Regions from separate parts of the Zea mays genome. Here regions 1 and 3 are each linked to region 2. The links are chromatin contacts, called in public Hi-C maps. All regions are on one chromosome and are shown on one strand. Each heading gives the region's core, a stretch centred on a gene start, on an enhancer-like site or on the middle of the called end of the contact. The rest is flanking DNA. Distances are from core to core; before and after follow the strand shown. Region 1 holds the start of LOC100191596 (tetracycline transporter protein). Region 2 holds the start of LOC100282314. Region 3 holds the start of LOC100285097.

What was found. A called contact is a pair of places that touch in the nucleus more often than the background predicts.
Region 1: a contact with region 2 is called in a Hi-C map of ear, with 1.9 times the contacts expected there. The contact joins the promoter of LOC100191596 here to the promoter of LOC100282314 in region 2. A contact is called at or near these places in 2 of 25 Hi-C or Micro-C datasets (ear and tassel).
Region 3: a contact with region 2 is called in a Hi-C map of endosperm, with 2.0 times the contacts expected there. The contact joins the promoter of LOC100285097 here to the promoter of LOC100282314 in region 2. A contact is called at or near these places in 3 of 25 Hi-C or Micro-C datasets (ear, endosperm and leaf).

What each region holds. Positions count from the first base shown.
Region 1 is chr1:86,778,004-86,780,703 of Zm-B73-REFERENCE-NAM-5.0, forward strand. It overlaps LOC100191596 (tetracycline transporter protein), which reads right to left and starts at 1,275. Exons shown (of 14, transcript NM_001137026.1): 1 at 1,057-1,275. The coding sequence starts at 1,248.
Region 2 is chr1:87,201,646-87,204,444 of Zm-B73-REFERENCE-NAM-5.0, forward strand. It overlaps LOC100282314, which reads left to right and starts at 1,356. Exons shown (of 5, transcript NM_001155226.1): 1 at 1,356-1,886; 2 at 2,247-2,569. The coding sequence starts at 1,557.
Region 3 is chr1:86,934,525-86,937,224 of Zm-B73-REFERENCE-NAM-5.0, forward strand. LOC100285097 reads right to left here and starts at 1,351. Exons shown (of 4, transcript NM_001367202.1): 1 at 1,093-1,351; 2 at 793-971; 3 at 295-378. The coding sequence starts at 1,231.

The sequences.
Region 1 (2,700 bases), core at 25-2,524, 420 kb before region 2:
TACCGCCATTTCTTACCAGCTTCGGGACGTGTACGGGTGCCCCCTTTTGCTTTGGAGAGTTTTGACATCAATCAGGCCGCCGGCCAGGGAACAAACAAATGGCAAAGGAAAAAAGAGGGTATACGGTGGTCGGTGCGACGTTTGTGGCCGGGGTTCGGGCGGCCGCGTGACGTACGTTACCACGACCGCGCGCGCGCGCGGCCACTCCGCAGGGCTCTATCGAGGGGCACGGCGGTTACAGCGCCATCACCAATATGTCCATATCGCGACGACGCGCGACGGCGACACTGATGAAAGCTCACCGAGGTCCCGGGGAGAACGCACCGCACGCATCGGAGTCAGCTGAGACGACGCTCTCTCACGCACTCCCTGCCAATTGACGATTGTAATCCAGGACACTAACCGTACGTACTGAGCGTATACTAGTACTCGGCAGCAGCCACCCCACCCACGAGCTGGTCTGTGCGTGGGACAGGTGGTGTCCATGCCACTGCATGCGCACTTCCTAAAATCTCCATGCTCATGGGCCGAATTTAATTTAATGCCTTTTTTTAAAAAAAAATCTCAGCTCAGTAGAACGAAGACGAACAAGCTAGCACCAGCCCCGGTACCGGCCCTACGTGCTATTAATAATCTGTTCTAAAATAAATGAACCTCAATTTTTTTTGCCTTTTTTTTTTGGAGTACAGTGGTGATATTTTACAAGAGTATGCATATATACTTTCTCTCTTCGCGGAGGGATGGAGGGAAGGAGGAACTAGGAAGTATACGCAAAGGAAAGAGAGAAAGAAAAAGACAGGCAGCAGCTATTCATCGATCGATTGCTATCTTATTAGGTAGAGGAAGTCGTCCGAGGTTGAACTAGTGCACTAGTTATTAAAGCCATTGATGAGGAAGGAAACCAAACCAAAATAGCCGCATGCATGCACGGGCACGGCGACGCAGCAGTGAGCAAGCATGCAGACGACGCAGTGTGAATTTGGGGAAGCAGCTAGCTGCAGGGAGGAGAAGGATGAAGAGAGAGCTAGCTAGCTAGAGGGAGCTTATATATGTTACCGCCTGCTGGAGCCCGGTGAGGTAGATGGCGAGGGAGCACTCGTCGCGGCCGGGGCAGAGCGCCGCCATGGTGACGTCGGTCATCACCGGTGCGACCATGAAGGTGGAGAACCAGAAGAGGAAGGCGAACAGCAGCAGGTGCCCCAGACCCTCCATCACTCGATCCTCTCTCTCTCTCTTTTTATTTTTCATATGCTGCTCTGAGCCTGTGCTATTCTCTCTTCTACTACCCTCTTGCCCTCCTCCTGCAGATACTAATATAAGCCCGGCTGGGTCCATCCATTCGCCCCTTCTGCAGGTGATATTGCTCCATGTGTCTGGGGTCTGGGCTCCCACTCCCACCTACGGGCTTGTTCGGTTATTCCCAATACACATGGATTGGATGGGATTGGAAAAAATTGAGAAGAAGTTTGACTTGTTTGGGATTCAAACCCATCCAATCCCACTCAATCCACATGGATTGAGAGCTAACCGAACAAGCCCTACATGTATGTATGTATGGTCTTGGTAAGGATTTCAGGAAAAAAAGTTAATTAGAAGAGTAGACAATTCTACAGAAAAATCCTCAACTAGTGGAAAGCGAGCTGTGTGATGACTGCAGAGAATTTTCGACGGCCAGAATTATTTTCGGCGACTACAGTAGCTTACAGGCTTTAGCTGCTATATAAGCGTACGTACGTACGTCTCAGATGTCTCGGAGAGGAGATAGTTCCATCGTCGACCGGCTGTCTCGGTCGATGTGCTTAGCCGAGAAGAAAATTAAAGCAAGGTGATCTAAAGGTGCTGCATGCCGTGGACACACACACACACACACACATATATATATATATATATATATATATATATATATATATATATATATATATATATATATATATATATGATATCGCGGATCGGATCTGTGGGGTAGCGTTTTTTCTTCAAGGTTAGCCCGTCGACGAGGAGATTAGAAAAAAGGATCAGTAGCGAGAGGGAAAAAGGAAAAGAAAAGACAGGGTAGAAAGCAATATATATGCAAGGCGATGCACGTAATATAAGAATTCAGAGAAAAGAACGAAAGAAAAAAAATGGCGCTGCTGGTGGTGGTGCATGCCTTTCGATCACCTTCTTCGTGTTCCTTTTTCATATTTAACTTGTCGGGTTGATATATATTCGGTGGAGAGACCATCAGCGGTCGTACGTACTAGCCTGCTTTTGGTTCCTTTGGAACATGATACGTATATACGCGTCCACGAGGACGGTATGCATGCTTGTATATATATTACCCAGAAGCATCGTCTCAGTGTATGATAGAGAACCGGTGTTGTTTTTTTATTACTCCCTCCGTCCAAAAATATAAGTTATTTCAAAATTCTCAGAGAGTAAAAAAAAATTAAAGTTTGACAAAAAATATAGCGAGAATCATAAGGATTTATGACACGAAATAGATATAGTATGAAAATATACTTAATGCAGAATCTAATTGTATACATTTGATATCGTAAATGTTATTACTTCATTGTATAAATTTGGTCAAACTTGAAAAAACTTTGACTCTCCAAAAATCTTGGAATGACTTAAAATCACTACCGGAATCCGAGGCTTTGCCGAGTGTTGTATTCTTTGCCGAGTGCCTTTTGTCGGGCACTCGGTAAAGTTAGGCTC
Region 2 (2,799 bases), core at 106-2,605:
AACAATCGAACCAATCAATCTATATTTCATTCCTTCACTTTCTTGACCTAGGAGTAGCAGTAACGTAGCCTTCTTTCATCTCCATCTCCACCTCTCTTCGACTCTACATCGTCTAAAGGCATCTTGGATGGACTGACGACCCCAAGACAATCTTAGGATCTCTCCTCCCTGACGGGGTTCCTCCTAGAGGCGAGATCCAAGTGCTTTTGGCATCGCCGCCGCCCTTGCGCATATACGGACTGTCTAAGCACCACGCGCGGATCGTCTGGTTTAACACAGGGAAGACCCGCTCCTGCCGTAGGGTCACGGACCGTCCGCGCTGTAGAAGAGAGCACCGCCGCCGGTACATCTCGTTAGTGATTGGCGCTAGATCGATGCTAACACGTCGAAAATTTGCGCAAGGGAGGAGCCATTTTTCTCTTGAGGAAGAAAAGGGAACATTGATAGAAATATGTTGGATATTTTTTTACTTTTCCCTAAATCAAGGGTTAGAAATAGAATTATTAGGATCTATTAGAGATGATGGAACCTATGATCCAGTCCAAACGTATTCCAACCGCTATTACTCGGTTGTGTGAGACGAGATGAGAATCATCGATAGAACACTAAACGTGATGAAATGATGACGGAAAAAATCTCGTATCGTCATGTTCCGTATATATATTTTTTCGTTCATTTTCGAATTATTTGATAAACGATTAGAAATAAAATGAAAACGATCGTTTTCAAAATTTTCATTTTCGACTTGGGAGATATATCTGACATATAAACTATGTAAGCTGGACTGTTATGTTCAAGTGAATGAAGAAGGAAAAAAATTATTAGTTACTCTGGATAATATGAATATGAAGAAAATTATTTTTGTTTTAATACCTTAAAAATTAGACAATATACCACTTTATTATGTATTTATGAAAACTATAAAATATTTGTCATTTTATCTTTTTGAGAGTATCGTTTTGGAATAGCCGACAAACCCGGTCTCATAGTTCGACCGCTGATTTTCGTTTTGTTCTGTTCATAAAATACGAAAACAAAAATAATGTAGATGTTTTCTCATCATTTTCGACAGTGCATCGACTTTAACCTCTGGACTGGACACGTATCTCAAGTTTCACCTCACAGGACAGAGGGACAGACACACGCCCCGAAGGGCCAGAACAAACGTTCCATAGCCCACAGCATTGTCACATGACTCGCATTCGCATGGACCCACCCAGCCACGCCCCATGCCCACGCGCGCCCCACGTGTGAGACTGAGACGCCAGATCCATCCAACGGTTCGTGTCACACCACGCCAAGGCCGCACGCACCGCGGACGGGTCCACACGCCAGAGACTGAAGCTGGCAGGCATAAACTGTGGGGACTGGGGAGCTCGTTCTCTCCGCCGGCCCGCTCACTCTCCCTGGTCTCTCGTCTCCTCCACTCCAAGAGAACAGGCGCCGGCGAAAGGCGGGAGCAGCGCGCTGCCCATTCACCGCCCCCTGATTTCTTGGGAGTTGCGGATCGGTCTCCGGGGCAGCGTGGAACGGCTGGGCCCCTCGGATCGCCGGAGATGCTGCCCTACGCGACGGCGGCGGAGGCGGAGGCGGCGCTTGGCCGGCCCATGACGCCCGCCGAGGCGCTGTGGTTCCGGTACACCGCGGGGGTGTCCGACTACCACCTCTACTGCTGCAACATCCTCTTCCTCTTCGTCGTCTTCACGGTGGCCCCGCTTCCCATCGCGCTCCTCGAGCTCCGGGCCCCGGCCGCGGTCTCGCCGTACAAACTGCAGCCGCGGGTGCGGCTCTCCAGGGCCGAGTTCGTCCGGTGCTACAAGGACGTCCTCCGCATCTTCTTCCTCGTCATCGGCCCGCTCCAGCTCGTCTCCTACCCGGCGGTCAAGGTCGGTTCCCTTCCATCATCCTTCTGCGCTCGTTCGGTGATTCAGCGCAATGTACCTGATTGGTTCATGAGATCACGGCCTCTCGGGGGCGGATTCAGTACAAGATATCGCGTTTCCATACTGTTCTTGTGCCCCCTTGATCGATCTCTTCGTAGATACAGGAAAAGGTTTTAATTACATTTCCCTGCATGTTTTCCTCTCCTTCGAGGACTTCCTGATCTGGGTTCTGCTCCAATAACCCTTCTTAGATGCGTCCTATCTAGAAGATTCCTCTGAGTTTGCCTATTATTGTAAAGCAGAAAAAAATCTTCCATGCTAAAATTGTAATCTCATATATTTCGTTTTCTTTGATCAAATCAGTTTGTGGGAATTCACACGAAGTTGCCTTTGCCGTCCCTTGCGGAGTTGGCAGCACAGCTACTGGTGTACTTCCTTGTTGAGGACTACCTCAATTACTGGATCCACAGGTTTCTCCACGGGGAGTGGGGGTACCAGAATATCCACCGTGTTCACCATGAGTTCACTGCGCCAATAGGATTCGCAGCTCCATATGCACACTGGGCTGAGGTGCTGATACTCGGCATCCCCTCCTTCGTCGGGCCAGCCATTGTTCCAGGCCACATGATCACATTCTGGCTCTGGATTATACTCCGTCAGGTGGAGGCTATCGAGACACATAGCGGGTAAGGATTTTCTGTTGTATGTTTCCTGTCTATGGTACACCCATGCACAACAATTGAATTGATTTAACATGCTTTTATAATTATTATAGTTATTGTGCAACATTGTATTGCTTTTGTTGGTAGTGATGGATGTAGTTTGTGTGTGGAGCTCCTGGGTTACTGTGGTGTGCACAGCACTGACAATGATCTGAGTGAACGGAGTTTCTTCTCGCCATAAGTTTTTCATTGAT
Region 3 (2,700 bases), core at 101-2,600, 270 kb before region 2:
GGCAATGCATGGAGGACATGGACTAACCACCACTCAGTCAGATTATGCGCACAAGCATCTCCATATGTATATCCTTTGTTTGTTTAGTATGCTGCTGCTACCTAAACTTGTTGTTGATCGATAGAGCCAGCCAATGGACCAACCGAGACCAAATTTAGGATTTTGCAGTGCATTAAGCATAAGCAATCGGCACCAGAAGGAGGATCAGAGCGTCAGAGATATAAAAAAAAAGTCTGATCAGATCACGCTCAGTTTATTTCATCAGATGAGTGAGGTTGGGTGGGGGGTGGCTACCTGGCTCTGCACGGCGCTCTGAACAGCCGGCCCCACCTTCTCCCGGACCAGCCTGCCGCTCAAGAGACTGGAGATGATGTCCACCTGCGTGCACAGAAGCAGAGCGCAAAAAAACACTTGGGGTCAGACGTCAGAGACAGGCACCGAGCAAAACCGGAGCTACTCCTACCTCAGCACATTCAACACAGATGCAGGTGAAGAACACGATATTTTCACATCCATTTGGATAGCGCGCCAAGATAATAAATGGGGGAAAATCATTTTATCTTTTACGAACGGAATGAGGCCATCCCCCACGGAATCCATGGGGCACACCTAACCTAATCGTCTTGGTCAACATCAAGCTGAAGCCCCCCATCAGGCCGCGGAAACGAGTGTGGTGTGCTCGGGCGGGCAAGTACTCTCTGCGATTTGCAACCAAACTACACGACCCGAAGTGCCAGTGACCAGTTTGGCAGAGTACGATGGAATGGACGCAGATCAATGTGCGTAGCGTACCATGTAGAGGAGGGTCCAGACGCCGGAGTCGCCCGAGTGCCAGAGGTCGCGGGACGACTCGGCGACCTCGATGGAGAAGACGGCGCCGGAGATGGCCCCGATGCCGGCGCCGCGCAGCATCCCGCTCTCGGTCGCCAGCCCCACCATGGACCCCGTCACCGCCCCGACCAGCGACCCCACTGCGGGGAAAAAAAAACCATAGCGCAGGGCAAGCATCATCAGACACCAGCAGGTGGAAAGTAAGTACCGTACCCGCCAGCGGCTCGCGCGGCGCGGGTTTCTACTCGCCAGCGTACGCACCGGCCGCGAAGACGCAGGTGGCGACGGCGCAGAGCACCCTGCAGGCGAGGCCGCACGCCGCGGAGCCGAGCCCGGCGCCGGACCACTCGCACGGCACCGGCGGCGCGGATGGCGCCGACGAGCTGGGAGACAGGTCCATCGGGGGACGGGGAATCGGAGGAACGCAACTGTGAGATGGCAAATTGGCTACTGTTCTGTTCCTCGCTGCTGGCAGCAGATTCGCACAGACTAGAGTTTAGAGACGGACACAGAGTCAGAGAGAGATGGCAGTGATGATGAGCGTCCCCGGAGGCGACCGCGTGTTGTATAAATAGTGGCGGGGAGTATAAAACTGTGGTCTGGTCTGGCGCGGGTGGTGTGGAGCAGCCGCTGGTTTTGTTCCTCTGCCATGTCCTGTCCCCTAGCCGCTTCCGCTTTTTGCCCGGCTCCATGCTCTGCCGCCCCCGAGATTTTTTTTTTGGCGAGCGCGCCGGCCCGTGTGCGGCCGTGCCCCCTCCTGCCGTGTAGCGTGTACCACTGCCACCATTATACATCACAAAAAAACGTTTGGAGCCGACCTCTATTTCGTATGTTTTGCCACCAGACAGATAATGAAACTCACCCGAGAGTTTCGGTTTCAAAACATTATCTTACATTGCGGATGTTAGGCGGATTCAAGACTCAAGAGGTCGTATCGTTACTTACTATCGGTTTTGTTATCAATTCTTGTCCACCTTTATTTATATAACACTCTAGTACATATTCTTTAGCCTCACTCTACAGTTACCTTAACATCACATCAATTTTTTTTACAAACTTCTAATTAATATATGCGGCACGTCATTTTTATTAAAATAATTTAATATTTTTTGCAAGTGGTCGAACGATCCATCAATTTGTTAAATTGCTCAAATAATTTAGTTTAAACAATCCCTCACTGGCCTTATAGAGTTTCTTTAATATTTCTTTTTGTTTAGATAAAAACTTGTTGCTACTTATTGTTGACTCCATTCCTCTTCCATTGAGCCCTTGCTCTCTCATGGCTTATAGGGCAGGGTGTATCCACACTTTCATGTAACGACGAGCTATAATTGTCATCCAGGTTGAGATGAAATCTTTTCCTCCCAGCACGGGAGCCATCGTTACTATGCTTCACGCACCGTTTGGACTGATAGCAAAGAGTGTGCCACATGTGCTCTAGCTTGAACTTTGTTTCTCTAGTCTTGTTACGGAAACTTTCCTTGGTTCAAGAACCGTAGCACCTTCTTCTTCACCCAGTTGGGCCATATATAAGCGGTTGTAAATGCTATTAGGGTGATCTTCTAGTTGCTCATTGATCATCGATCCTTCAGCTGCATAGGGTTACAGTGGCGATGAGTTTTTGTGGAGTTGTATGTGTTGGCTATTTGCCTCTAGATTGTTGATCTCTTCTTTACTATTTCCATTAACTAGGTCCACTGAGTGAAAACTAAGGGCCTAAAACGTGTGGACTTTAAAAAAAATATATGTGTACTTATCAGCCTTTCGTCCTCCATCTTCGTCTAGTTACTTCACCGCTAAAATTGTGGAGCATCGAAGCAAATAGACTAGTTCAAAGCAACATCAATGTCGTTGTTTGGAGACAATATC